Regions from separate parts of the Mus musculus genome. Here regions 1 and 2 are each linked to region 3. Evidence: chromatin contacts called from public promoter capture Hi-C data. All regions are on one chromosome and are shown on one strand. Each heading gives the region's core, a stretch centred on a gene start, on an enhancer-like site or on the middle of the called end of the contact. The rest is flanking DNA. Distances are from core to core; before and after follow the strand shown. Region 1 overlaps Rnf19a (ring finger protein 19A). Region 2 holds the start of Polr2k (polymerase (RNA) II (DNA directed) polypeptide K). Region 3 holds the start of Snx31 (sorting nexin 31).

Evidence for each region. Promoter capture Hi-C pulls out the DNA fragments that hold promoters and counts their contacts.
Region 1: a promoter capture Hi-C map of trophoblast stem cells shows a contact between it and region 3, with 2.7 times the contacts expected there. The contact joins the enhancer-like site here to the promoter of Snx31 in region 3. A contact is called at or near these places in 17 of 39 promoter capture datasets (the 3T3-L1 cell line, the HPC-7 cell line, HPC-7-derived erythroid cells and 11 more), 1 of 115 datasets of contacts at active chromatin or transcription factors (effector CD8 T cells) and 1 of 9 other capture datasets (embryonic stem cells).
Region 2: a promoter capture Hi-C map of neural stem cells shows a contact between it and region 3. The contact joins the promoter of Polr2k here to the promoter of Snx31 in region 3. A contact is called at or near these places in 17 of 39 promoter capture datasets (the C10 cell line, the HPC-7 cell line, HPC-7-derived erythroid cells and 11 more), 2 of 15 datasets of contacts at CTCF or cohesin (the NIH/3T3 cell line and stem cell-derived epiblast-like cells), 7 of 484 Hi-C or Micro-C datasets (CD4 T cells, the G1E-ER4 cell line, Th17 cells and 3 more), 16 of 115 datasets of contacts at active chromatin or transcription factors (the SCID.adh cell line, T-cell acute lymphoblastic leukemia, acute myeloid leukemia and 12 more) and 5 of 9 other capture datasets (adipose tissue, embryonic stem cells, liver and 2 more).

The regions. Positions count from the first base shown.
Region 1 is chr15:36,248,328-36,253,240 of GRCm38.p6, forward strand. Rnf19a (ring finger protein 19A) reads right to left here. Exons shown (of 10, transcript NM_013923.2): 5 at 4,674-4,836. Among named protein-coding and RNA genes, the nearest start is that of Mir8097, 11 kb to the left of the region's middle. Within about 2 kb of position 1,719, at least 4 of the 459 cell types and tissues checked have an H3K27ac peak or open chromatin away from gene starts, as enhancers often do. A contact at or near this core is called in trophoblast stem cells, where this site is marked.
Region 2 is chr15:36,172,446-36,176,959 of GRCm38.p6, forward strand. Polr2k (polymerase (RNA) II (DNA directed) polypeptide K) reads left to right here and starts at 1,565. Exons shown (of 4, transcript NM_023127.3): 1 at 1,565-1,636; 2 at 2,542-2,611; 3 at 2,939-3,031; 4 at 4,309-4,514. The coding sequence starts at 2,551. The coding sequence ends at 4,331. It overlaps Spag1 (sperm associated antigen 1), which reads left to right and starts at 4,309. Exons shown (of 20, transcript NM_001359982.1): 1 at 4,309-4,514.
Region 3 is chr15:36,553,147-36,557,838 of GRCm38.p6, forward strand. Snx31 (sorting nexin 31) reads right to left here and starts at 2,427. Exons shown (of 14, transcript NM_001347022.2): 1 at 2,302-2,427; 2 at 2,114-2,188. The coding sequence starts at 2,367.

The sequences.
Region 1 (4,913 bases), core at 469-2,968, 310 kb before region 3:
ATATTAACAAAATTATTATCAAAATCCTATTTGTAGTTCAAATAAATAGACAAGGAAAAGTAACAGTTACCAAAGGAGTTAAATTTACTTAGCATCATTGTACAATCCACATTAGTAAATAGAATTATTGCCATAAAAATGGATTGTGAGTTATTAAATGAAAGTGGGAAATACTTTAGTAGCTTTGTTCTTGGGCCTGTAGGAGCCAAACTAATGAAGGGCATTTCCCCATCTGTTTCAAGACATCTTGTGAACAGTGAACAGCCTCCAGAGCACACAGGTAGTCTCTAACGTAAAGTGCTAGGTCCTCCCTTCTATGTTTTGTTCTACAGATCCTTTTCAGCCATTCCTGGGCATGGTCCTGCAGCAGGGCAAAGCTAAGCTACACAGATGAGATCATGGGAAGGAAAGGAACCCTCTGTCAGCTTTTGCTCTCCCCAATCCCCCCCCCCCCACTTCCTTCTTTTCTTCCTAAGACAGGACATTGCTCTATATACAGTCCAGGCTGGCCTTGAAGTTGAGGTAATCCCCCTGCCTCAGCCTCTCATGTGCTGGGAGTATAGATGTACAGCACAGCCTATCATCTTTGGAGGCTTCTACTAGTTTCTTTCATTTTTAAAACTTCATTATATGTGTATGTGACCCATGTGTGTGCCCTTTGGCCAGAGAGGCCAGAAGAGGTCACTGGATCCTTTGGGACTAGAGTTACAGATAGTTGTAAGCTGCCCACTGGTACTGAGAACTCTTCTGGAAGAGTCTTAATCACTGAGCCATCTCCCGAGACCTCACCCCTAGCTTCTTAACACCTAACCTCATGTAGCTCAGGCTTTCCTCAACTCATCATGTAGCCTTGAACTCCTGATCCGCCTGCTTCTACCTCCTAAATGCTGGTGATATGCATGCCTAGCTTGTTTGTTATTCTTGGCACATCTTCTACTTTTTGTTGTAACTAAAAGCTGTTTTCTGGCACTTTCTGGACTTACTAGGTTTTCCTGAGCTGATACAATCCCAAACATCACAGAACATTATTTAAAGGAAACACTAATACATCAACCTGCCCTTTAGGTACATGTATAAACAACAATAGGCACTTCACATTTTTTGTGATGCAGAGTCTTGGACTACAGCCTAGCCTGGCCCATAATTGCTACAATCCTGGTTTAGCCTCCCAAGCACTGGAGCTTTCAATAAAAATCTTTTTGGTAAACTGCATGAAAGGTTATTAAAATAGGCTCCTTTGCTGCTTAGTGTTTTGTCAACCTGACATAAGCTAGAATCATTTGGGAAGAGGGACCCTTAACAGAGAAAATGCCCATACTAAACTGGCCAGTGGTGGCACACACCTTTAATCTCGGCATTCCAGAGGCAGAGATGGTTGATCTCTGAGTTCAAGGCCAGCCTGGTCTACAAAGCAAGTTCCAGGACAGCCAGGGCTTCAGAGAAACCCTGTCTGAAAAAACAACAAAAAAACCAAACAAGCAAAAGGAAGGAAGGAAGGAAGGAAGGAAAGAAGGAAGGAAGGAAGGAAGGAAGGAAGGAAGGAAGGAAGGAAGGAAGGAAGGAAGGAAGGAAGGAAAATGCTCACACTAGATTAACCCATGGGCATGCCTGTGGGGGCATTTTCTTGATTAATGCTTGATAACCCAGCCTACAGTAGGTGTTTCCACCTCTGGGCAAGTGGTCCTGGGTCATATAAGAACACAATCCAGGAAGCAGAGCTCTTCAAGGAATGTACTTCAGTTCCTGCCTCCAGGCTCCATCCCAACTTCCTTCCATGATCAACTGTGATCAGGAAGCTAAACCAAATAAGCCCTTCCACCGCCAAGTTGCTTTTGGTCATTGTGTTTTATCACAGCAACAGTTTGTATATTGGAAATAATTTATTTTTCTTCTTTGTAGTGTTCTGAATAAAATCCAGGCCCTTGCACATGCTGTACGCTCTACCACCATGCTGTGGCCCTAACTCACTCACTTTACAGGGTTATTTAAGAGCCTTCTGAAATAAACACTTAGAGATATCTATGTTCCTCCTCACCAGTCACCAAAACTTTTTTTTCTTTTTCCTATCTGGGATCTAACAGAGAACCTCCTTAGACAAAGTACTGTACCAACCAGCTATATGCCTTTCTATGAAAACTAATTAAAAAGTAATGTTGGTTTTCCTTTTTTTTTTTTTTTGGATTGTATTTTCAGGGCTAGAAGGATGGCCCAGCAGTTAACAGTACATGCTGCTCTTCCAGAGAGCGGAGTTTGAGTACCAGCACTACATGGCGGCTCCTAACTGTCTGTAACTCATTCTGGGGGAATCTCATGCTGTCTTCTGGCTTCTGCAAGCACCAGACATGCAGGCAAATGAAGTACATGTAGCTGTCTTACAGAAGAAGATCATTCTCATCCTAAGTGTAGGAGCACTATGCATACACAGAACTAAGACACAATGGGAAGTCTGACTCCACCTAAGTATTTCCTAACAACAGTGGCTGTGGTGGCTGTCATGTCACCTCGACACAAGCTCGAGTCATCTGAGAGGAGCAAACCACAATTGACAAGAAGCCTCCATAAGATCCATCCGGCTCTAAGGCCTTTCCTTAATCAGTGACTGGTGGGGCCCAGTGATGGTGGGTGGTGCTGTATCTGGGCTGGTGGTCCTGGGTTCTATAAGAAAGTAGGCTGAACAAGCCTTGGGGAGCAAGCCAGTAAGCAGCACCCTTCCATGGCCTCTGCAGCAGCTCCTCCTCCAGGTTCCTAATGTGTTTGAGTTCCTATTCTTTTGTTTGTTTGTTTTTTTGTTTTTCAAGACAGGGTTTCTCTTATAGCTCTGGCTATCCTGGGACTCACTTTGTAGACCAGGATGGTCTCAAACTCAGAAATCTGCACCACCACTGCCCAGCTTGAGTTCCTATTCTTGTTTCTTTCAGTGATAGAATACAAGGTGAAAGTATAAGCCCAATAACTCTTTCCCTCCTTGCTTTTTTTTTTTTTTTTGGTCATGGTGTTTTATTGCAGCAACAGAAACCCAAGCTAAGAAGCAGCCATCTGGCAATAGCATAGATAAGTACTTTCTCCAGGACTGGGTGCCCAATGGCTAGACTGAAACTTATGAGGGACTTCATATACAGATTTACTTGGACTCAAATCCCTTTCTATGTGATTAAAGATCAATTATAGAACCTTTCTAAACCGCACTGTTGTTCAGAGGGTAACAGTATTTGCTGTCAAGCCTGACGATCTGAGCGTGACCCTGCACAACACAGTTGAAGCAGAAAACCAACTCTAGCAAGTTGTCCTCTAACCTCTACTCAGGCTCACATGCACACCATGAACAAGTAAATGTAAACTTTACTATTCCAACACACAGATTAGAAGCTAAAATACCTAGGGTGCTACGTTAGGATTAGTCATTGGCTGAGTGTGGTGAAACCACCTTTCCTTTGGGAAGCAGAGGCAGGCTGATCTCTGAGTTCCAGAACAGCCACGGCCACACGGTGACTACACAGGGACACCCCACCCTCCATATAGTTTGGACTTTTCAACTGTTAATTTCCCTATGAAAATGGCTTTCTTTGTTCTTATTCGTCTAGGATTACATAATTTCTTGACATTTACTTAATTTAACTGAGATGGCAACAGACTTCTTAGTACTTCATAAATTATTTCATTAGTTCTTCAAAAAAAGGTTACTTAGCTAATGACACATATCAACGTTTATAGGACAGCAGTAGGGATCAGCAAATGCTGGCAATGGACTTCCAGCAAAGACTGCTATAACTTGTAAACTATTAGCAGCAGTAATATAATGGAGGTAGAAAAAGCTTTGAAGAGTAAAGAATTTAAGAACTCATTAATTATTTTTTGCTTGAGGGCATGCATTCCTTAGCTATTGATTTCTATCTTAAATATCTCACAGAAATAACTTTACAAGGATATATCTGGGAGAACAATGTCAATTATCCTTCGAAACTTCATACCAGACATTCAATCTATAACACAGAGATTGTGACAATTTTAAATGAAGGTTGTTTTTAATACATGCATATTAGCTTGCAAAACACTCGAGTTTACTGTATAAAATAGGGTCTTTTGTTAGTTTCCTTGTTTTATTTTTGAGACATACGGGCTACCTTCAAGCTTCCTATATCCTGAAGATGACTCTGAACCTCTGCTCCTTCTGCTCCCACTTCCTGAGTGTCAGAATTACAAGTATGGGCCACCACAACCAGTTTATGTGGTGCCAGAAAACAAATCCAGGACTTTGCCATGAAAAATTCTACCAATAGAATTATATCCCCAGCCCAAAACATTTATAGTAAAGAATTTTAAACCAAATTCTATGTTAAAGAACAAAGCAAAGGGCCTTTGTTACTAAGAAGACACACAGTTAGCTAGGCAGTGGTGGCGCACGCCTTTAATGCCAGCACTTGGGAGGCAGAGGCAGGCGGATTTCTGAGTTCGAGGCCAGCCTGGTCTACAGAGTGAGTTCCAGGACAGCCAGGGCTCCACAGAGAAACCCTGTCTTGGAAAACCAAAAATAAGTAAAATTTTTAAAAAAAGAAAGAAGAAGAAGAAGAAGAAGGAGGAGGAGGAGGAGGAGGAGGAGGAGGAGGAGGAGGAGAAGGAGAAGAAGAAGAAGAAGACAGAATTTAGAGTAAGCTGCAGCAGGAAGAGGCACTTACCTTGCGGCCCACGTACACAGGAATGCCAATGATCATGGCGGGAATGGCAATGCCAGCTATGAGAGCAATCCCTACGGGAGCACCAACAAGGGTTCCCAGCTGCCACAGGATTTTCTTCTTTCGGCTCCAGGGTTTCTTCCCCCAAAAAGTACAACCTGAGGGACTGAGAGGGGAATTATATAATAGCTTTTAGGAAGTAGCAGGACAAATAAACTACAAACCATCAAAGCAACAACTGCA
Region 2 (4,514 bases), core at 315-2,814, 380 kb before region 3:
TATAGCATTGGAAATGTAAATGAGCTAAATACCTAATAAAAAATGGAAAAAAAAAAAAAAGAAAAAACAAAAAACAAAAAGCAAGAGCTTGAGAGGCAGCTCAGCATTTAAGAGCACTTGCTGTTCTTGCAGAGGACAGGTTCAGTTTTCAACATCTAGGTATGACAGCTTATAACAGTCTGTAGTTCCAGTTTGGGAGGGGGGGTCCAACTATCTCTTCTGATCTCAACTGGCATCCACACATAACTCAAATCACAGTAAATCTTCAAATCTGCTTGCAGTATGAAGTCCTCTTACAATACCCATGGGCTTAACCTAGTGTCATTGTACAGATGTTTAGTGTGCACACTTGTTTTCCTCTTCCTGCTTGTTGAGGAGAAGGGGTACTTTGAAACATGGCTGCTGGTCAAAATATGCTGTTAGTCTGGATGTAGAGGAAGAAGCTGGAAAGTACTGTTTTTCTGATTTCCTTCTGAAAGAAATTATCACTGTGAGCTCATGCATGCTAAACAAGCATTTTATTACTGCTTAAGTAATAAATTACTGCTTATTAAGCCAGCAATTCTAAAAAAACAAATTTAATTGTCATCTAGGAAGACTGGAATTTCTCAAGATGGTCTGTGAATATCAAAGGTTTGAACTAGAAATGAAAGACAAAGCTCAAAGTTCTTCTTGATGGATGGAGAATGGAGAGTAGTTTACTAAGTTACCAGAGTGCCCACTGGGAGAGAAGCCATCTCTTTAATAGTTAACAACTGTTTTTACTTGAATCCCTTCAGGTTATCCATCCTATTATTAAAATAAACGACTGGTGTGAAATAATTGAATGTAAACGTCCTGAACCCAACAGATGTGTTTTACTGAGTTCCAATTTTGATGTGTGAGAACACACACCTGTACTCTACTGAACTGGTCAAACACAGGAAGGAGAGTACTAAGAGAAAAGCTAAAGCCACCAACTAGTCGAAGTAATTGATGGAGCTGCCGTAAGAAAGCCTTGGCTTCAAAAAGGGAGGGAGATGGCAGGCGTTGTGATTTGCGCGATTAATCTCAGCATTGAGGCGGCGAAGACAGAGGATTGTACGGGTTTAAGAGCAGTCTCAGCCTGGGCTTCCCCTTTCCCTCTCTTTCCACTCCCCAACATAAAAAAGAGAGGTGACAGGAAACTAGGAGAGAACTGGAAATTGAAAACAAACAAACAAGCAAACAAAAAACCCACACGGGCATTGAACAATTTGAAAACCGCCATGTGCGAAGTGTCAAATCGTGAAGTATTGGTAGGGTAGCCTGCTGGTGTTCGCCTAAGCATCGGGTCGGTTAAGACTCCAGCATTGCCTGTCTTGGGTTCCTCCTGTATCTGCCATTACACAAGCACAAACCTTCGAATGCCGAGCTGTGGAGATGTTTTGCTACCCCAGAGAGAAGGGCAAATAAAAACAAAACAAAACCCCACAGGAAGCAGGTAGGAGAAAAACGCTGTAACCTGCCTCAGAAACAGAAGCGCCAGTCCCCCCGCACTGCGAGGGAGAGGGGGCGGGGCTTCGTTTCGTCATAAATCGGCGCCGGAAGTTGGCGAGGCAGCGCCGGAAAAAGCTTTTGCGTGCTCAGAGAAGGGACGCTTCTTCCAGCTGTGGAGGTAGGGAGTCTCCGGCTGATGATTTTGGAAGTAAATTTGTGGCAAAACCAGGAGAGACACTTGGCTTTAAAATCTTTGTGGGCAGCCGGGAGAGGTAGCACACTCCTGCCATTTGAGCGCTTGGAAGCAGAGGTAGGAGAATTCCGCCTTCAACCAGCGCCTTGACTTTGAGCCTGGCTTAGGTTACAAAGTGAAGACTCTCAAAGTCTTTTCAAAGAACCAAGCGCGTAAATAAAGATCCCCGGTGGAGTTAGTCTCGAGACAAGCTTTGATGGAGCTATTGCTCCTAGGTCAGATCTGAATTCCTTTGAGGAGTGAGATTGGGCAAACAAACCTCTCCTTAGCCTATTAGTGTATTACTCTTGTGTAAAGAGTAATACACTCTAGGATCGTGAAGACTGTAATAAACATTCCCCCTGGTGTTTATTATTATTGAAATTGTGGGTTTTGTTTTGTTTTGTTTTGTTTTGTTTTGTTTTGTTTCGAGACAGGGTTTCTTTGTGTAGCCCTGGCTGTCCTGGAACTCGATTTGTAGACCAGGCTGGCCTGGAACTCAGAAATCCGTCTGCCTCTGCCTCCCAAGTGCTGGGATTAAAGGCGTGTGCCACCACCGCCCGGCGAAAATGTGTTTTATTCTTAAGACCCAGCCCACACCACAGTTTGGGGGAACTATAGGTATAGATAAAGAATTGCGACTTTTCCTTTTTTTTTTTTTTTTTTTTTTTTTGTTTCCCCATCTGTAATACTGGGTATTTATCCTTGGGCCTCTGCATGCTAGGCAAACATTCTATTGCGTTTTTCTCTAAGGCCGGAAAATAAGAACCTTGTATTGCGTCTGAGAAAAAAAAAAAAGAGGCATGTTTTGTGCGAAGACCCTGATACTCAGTCTTTGTCTCTGATTTCAGGCACTAACAATGGACGCTCAGAAAGATGTTCAACCACCAAAGCAGCAGCCAATGATATATATTTGTGGAGGTAAAATTGACATTCATTTAAATAATGCTTTACTTAAAAAAACAACCACCACCCAAAAATCCTCTCTTACATGAGTAAAATTATAACGTGGAGCACTTTAGCGATTGTTAATGTAAAATCCCCCTCCCTTATTAAGATCTCTTCCTTTTATCTGGAAAAGGTGTACTGCCTACAGCCCTTCTTTCTCCTTGGTCTGTTTTGGCAATAATCGGGCACTTGGATGCTTTGGTGCCTTTTGGTTTGCTCCAGTTGAAATCTGTAGTTATCATTTGCTTCCCCCATAGTGTTTCTCTTTCAAGCATTGAATAAATGTGCTTTCTTTCCCAGAGTGTCACACCGAAAATGAGATAAAGTCCAGGGATCCCATCAGATGCAGAGAATGTGGATACAGAATAATGTACAAGAAAAGGACTAAAAGATGTATCCTTTCAAGCACATGTTCTAAATGTGCAGAGGAAGTGACTAATACTTGGACTGATAAAGACTAAGACCCGATAAAAGTAGTAATAACTTTTGGATTATCTATTTTTTAAGTAGAGTGCATGTGGACTTATTAAGAATGAGAGCTGAGAGAGTGGAGACTCCACAGGAGGTACACCCAGATTAATTATTTTAATAGGATTTATTTTTCCCAAAACTTGGGCGGCGGGGCCCGGTGAATTCAAGGCCAGCTTGGTCTATGTTTAGTATTCCAGACCAGCTAGAGCTACTTAGTGAGACCCAGTCTCAAAGAACCAAATGGGGGCTAGAGAAACGGATCAGCAGATAACAGCATTGCCTGGTTTATCCAAGGGCCCATTTCTAGAACCATGATTGCTCACAGTCACAGGTGGTTGGATAGACAGACCCCTGACCCTAGGGACCCAAATGGTACAATATATGCATGCAGGCAAAAGCACTCATGCATAAAATAAACCTAAGTAAAGAAATTTAAACCCTAATAAGTACATTTTCAATTTATTCATTTATTTAGGGTATCACTGACCATCCTAAAACTCTGGCCTCAAACTCAGAGATCTGCCTACCTCTTCCTACCCCCAACCTCCAAATACCAGGATTAAAGGCATGTACTGCCAATGTGTTTCTTCCCTTTTTTTTTTTTTTTTTTTTTTTTTTTTGTAAACATGATTAGCATTTTCATGTACCATTCATTATGGGCTCTCAGTAAGTCTTTTTTACTTCTCAGGAAATCTTTGTTTTTACTAGTAGTCATTGTTTGTTGTTGGTTATGAACAATCTAAAGTATAGAAGAAGTTAATAACTTAATGAAAAATAGTGAGGCCTACAAACTGTTTCATGTTAACCAACACAAACTCTTAAAAGTCAGCCTGCTCTACAAAGTGAGTTCCAGGACAGCCAGGGCTATACAGAGAAACCCTGTCTTGAAAAACCAAAAGGAAAAAAAAAGTCATCAATTGCTTCAGTGAGTTTTTTAAAAATATTTTTGCTTATTTATTCTTTATATTATTATATGTTACATTAGTAATTTATGTTATTTATCTTGTATCCAAAAAAGTGAGCTACTGAAAATGGAAGTAGTGCACTTTATTTTTTTAGATAATCTCTGGTGGTCATAGTGAACTTCATTCTTTTGTTCATTTTCTATCCAATTGCAAGCGTGGTGCAGGGGGTGACTTGGAAGCCTTAGTCTTATACAATTTTAAGTACTGTTTAAAATCCTTAACTCAATTCAACAGTGGTGGTTTTTGATGCTCGATGAAATGTGGGAGTTCAGAAGTATCTTCATTCATACATTTGCCTCATTGATGTTTCTCTTTAATGTATAGCATTTGGCTTAGTTTACTTAATGAAAACAACTGTATGCCTATGATTTCATTTAGAAATACAATTGTATTTTAATACTTTGTATAAAGGAAATTTTGGTTCAATATATGGCTTAATT
Region 3 (4,692 bases), core at 1,177-3,676:
TTTCTCTGTATAGCCCTGGCCACCCTGGGGCTCTCTGTAGACTAGGCTGGACTCAGAAATCCCCATTTCTCTCTGCCTCCCAAGTGCTAGAATTAAAGGTATGGGCCACCACAGCCTGCTTCCTCTCCCTCTCCCTCTCCCTCTCCCTCTCCCTCTCCCTCTCCCTCTCCCTCTCCCTCTCCCTCTCCCTCTCCCTCTCTCTGGTGGAAGTGGAATGGTCCCAAAATCCTTTTAATTTTTTATAATTCCATTTATTTGATTGTGGAGTGGGAGCTCATGCGTGAGGTCAGAGGACAACTTGCAGGAGTTAGTGGTTTTCTACATGAGTTCCTGGAATTGAACTCAAGTTAACAGGCTTTGCAGCAAGTGCCGCTGAGCCATCTTGCTAGCCCCAAATTCTTATTAGTCTGACCAAATATAAGGTACCATAAAAAAGGAAAGGCTGTGTATACTTAAGAGGGGCGTATAAAGTCCTTGCCAGTTTATTTCCTTATAAGCTCTGTGTGACACTCTATGTGTATTATGTTAAATAAAGGTTATAACTTTGCTAACAAGGGATTTGGCTGTAGGATTGAATTTAACCAGGCACAGAGGCACACACACCTTTAATCCCAGCCCTGGGAGGCAGGGTCAGATCTCTCATAGTGAGGAGGTCCAGGACAGCCAGAGCTACATAGTAAGACTGTTTCAAAAAAATTAAAGAATTGACTTTCTATCCTGTAGGAATAAGAAGGAGTTCCTGTCCAGGTGGCACGTTCCTGAGTTCTTGTCAGCCAGGGTAATTCATAAAAGGCTGAGTCTGATAAAAAGAAGGGTCTCTGTGAGGTGCCATGTGACCTGTGCTCTCTGACAGCATCAGCTGCAGCCCTGTCCCCAGCAAAACCCCCTCAAGGGCTGCAGCTGACCCTCTGATGTTGAACCCTGGTAACATCTGCTGTGTGAGCTCTCTGGCTGGCTCAGCTCTCTGTGCCTTTAGATAAATACAGCCAGTTTAACTGACGCCCCCGTGATTTGCCTGGGATACTTTCCCCAGCTCTGAAGAAGCCTGTGAAGGCAATGTCAGCTTGTGGGGACCCCGTTGCACAGGGAGCATCAGCAAGAGGGGAACTCCAAAAGCCTTGCAGACCATTGGGTGCTCCCCTTGCCAGGTGCTGGCCTCCCCAGCTCCCCCATCATTCTGAGCTAATCTGGTTTTCCTATCCACCTCACACTCTTTTCTTTTTTTTTTTTTTTTTTTTTTTAGATTTATTTATTATTTTATGTAAGTACACTGTAGCTGTCTTCAGACACACCAGAAGAGGGAGTCAGATCTTGTTACGGATGGTTGCGAGCCACCATGTGGTTGCTGGGATTTGAACTCTGGACCTTCGGAAGAGCAGTCGGGTGCTCTTACCCACTGAGCCATCTCACCAGCCCCCTCACACTCTTTTCTTTTAGGTCTGAGACAAGTCTGTGTAGCCCAGGCTGGTCTTGATTTCTCTATCCCTCACCTCAGTCTTCCATGGGCTAGGACTACAGGAATGTGCCACCCTGCCTGACTTTTATCTTCTTCCTCTTTGCCTATTTACACCCCCTGTTCCTATCTGCCACTGTCACATCCTCTGCTTGGAAGACAGCTCCTGGACCAGTCCCTTCCCAAGCCCCAGTCAGTCTCCCAGAAACCCCCCCTAGATTGCATAAGATGCTTTTGAGTCTTGTGACACTTTCTGACTACCACAAGCCAATCTGTATCGATGTAGCTCATGAGTCTTGGGTTTGCTAACAAAGGGACTTGGAAAGGTGGGCCAGATAAGACCGTGTTAGAACTAGAAGCTGTACAAAGCACACTTGTCCCAGTTGACTCTACTCTGGGATAGGTCTGAGGGCTCTGAGCGCAAGAGGCTAGAGGAAGGCTATTACTCTGCAACTGGTCATTATGGTCTTGTTCATGTTATAAGGCTGACCTGAAGTTGAAGATGTTGGTATAGGAGATAGCTCTGGGATTTAAAGAGTGCCTATAGTTCACAAATCAGGAGCCTGTAGCCAGCCCTCCTCCTCTACCACCACCACCACCACCACCACACCCACACACACACAGTCCAATGTCTTTCAGAGTAACACAATCCAAGCTCACCTGTTCATCCCAGCGGTGCAGCTGGCTGTAGCGTACTTTGCAGAAGAGGAACCCGTCCAGGTACACGGAGTACAACTGAAAGCACAGACACCCGCCTGTTATCCTAGGCGAGGATGAGGACTGGGGTAGGAGGTGCCCAGGGTCACCGAGCCCCTCCCCACCCAACCGACCCCGGGCCCCAGACGCACCACGTAGCGGCCCCCCAGCGCGTCTGGCCGCTGCTGGGACACCGGGATGCAGAAGTGCATCTTCATGGCTCTGGCGATGACCAGGGACAGCGTGGAGAACAGGACCTGCCGCCTAGAGTCTGGGCTGGGTCCTGAGCTCCCACTCCTGCCTTGGGTCTGCGGGTGGGCGGGGTCTGCGCCTGGCTCCGCCCCACCCCGCCCCGCTCCGCCCCGCCCCGCTCCCTCCACTAAACCTCAGCCTGATTCTCAGGCTGGACTAGAGACGTGCGCACACAATCAGGGTTCAGAGGGACCTCAGGGATGCCAGATCTCAGGCCAGGGTCACCCTGGAGGCCAGAGGCTGGAATTTTAGAGACTTTTGAGGAGGAAAACGTGCCTCTGTGGTGCAGGGAGGGAGGGACAGTGTCGAATTCATTTTCAGAGAGCTCAGCCCACAAAAGTTAAGAATCCTGTCTCTAGCCACATGAACATTTTATACAGCTGCCAGAAAGTCACTGATCCAACCCTGCCCCAAATCATCAGAGCCAGGCAGCTTGCCTAAGGAAACAGAGCTTCTCCAGGGGCCACTTCAGGGGCCAGGTCTCCTGTCTGTGACCAACAGAATGTCCACTTCCAGAGTGAGGGGGATGAGATGGCATTCAGATCCGCCTCATACCGGATCTCCTGGCATTTTCTACGGAGGGTGCCTTGATGATTTGGGAGTTTCCCATCACCCCAGCGCTGGCTACAGTATACTGTGGATTAAGATTAGAAAGGGGAAAGGAGGTATACCTTGGAAGTACCCTATCACAGGAGCATTAGGCTCAGGGTTTTTTTGTTTGTTTCTTGTTTTGTTTTTGTCTTAACCTTTTTAAAATGTATCATGGTGTGCAGTCCATATGTAACACTGCTTTGATGGTTTATTGTTGCTGTTTTGTACATATGATTTTTATTTTTTTGATTGGAAGTGGCTTGTTGTCTTATTCTTGTTTTTTAAGTCTTCTTTCTCTCATTATAGGAAATTTAAAACATGGATGTGGCCTGGGTCTCTCTTACCTGGGGAAGCCCTGTTCTTGAGTAGATACCGCTCTCCGTGGCTGGGTTCTTAGGAATCTTTGTTCCCAGAATCTTTCACCGACTTCTTGGTTTTTCACTGTTGATATTGATTAATTCTATTAACTTGTGAATATGGTAAAAACTGATTGTGAACTTGGTGGGATTTAGAATCACCTAGGAGCTAAACCTCTGGGTACATCTGTGAGTTGTCTGTCAACAGACTGAGCGGCACCTCCGACAGGGGACCAGGGGACGGGAAGGAACAAAAGAAGAGTCAGCTTCGCACCAGCGTTATTGATCTCCTGACTGCAGAATTTGAAAGTGGTCAAGCAGGGAAAAAAAGGAAGTGGTCTGACGCTCTCACCAATGCCCAGAGACCTCCTCTTCAAGGACCACATTTGGAAACCTGGAGAAACAGGCCAGAGTAAGAGCACACTGCTCTTCTAGAGAACATGGGTTCAATTCCCAGCACCTACATGACAGCTCACAGCTGTCTATAACCCCAGTTCTAGGAGATCTGATGTTGTTTTTGCCTTCCTTGGGCACCAGGCATGTGCACAGCACAGACACCCATTGAGGCAAAACACTCATATACAAAATATAATTAAAATAATTTTTAAAAATTAAAAATAATAGTATTTGTACCATCATTCTATCAGCATGACTTTGGAACTTTTAAATTATTTTAAAGTTAGATTTACTCATTTGTACTGGATTTACTAGAATGTGTTGAGGTCACAGGACAACTCACAGAACTCTGTTCTCTCCTTCCACTCTGTGAGTCCCAGGCTCAGGTCTCCCAATTCCCCCCACCTCCCTCAGCACAAGCAGCAGGTCACCTGATTTGTCATGATAGCTTAGTTTACCATTTTGAATATAAGTGGAATCAGGCTGTGTGTACTGTGTGGCCCAGCTCCCTCTGCACAGCATAGTTATTTAGAGATTCCTCTAGCTCATATGCAGAGTTTGCACTTCTTTTTAAATTATTTATTTATTTATTTATTTATTTATTTTTGCTTAGTGGTGTTGCATTTTATAATTTGCATCCTTTTTCATTGCTAAGTAGTATTCCGCTGTATATCTATGTCACAAAGTGTTTATCTAGCTCTATTGGTATGCTCACTTGGATTACTTACATAGAGTGAGTTTGGGGCTTATCATTAATATTTTACAAATATTACTTTAGGCTAAATACTTCTTACAACTTTATGGAAGAATACTACTCAGTTTGTGGTGAGATTAATTCCTCATAAGTCTAAGGTAAGTTAGGAACACAGTGGTAAGTGGTTAGTGCATTTAAAGTGTGTTCCCTAGCTTAGAGAGACAGCATGTGGTAGTGTCATGATTCAGCAGCTA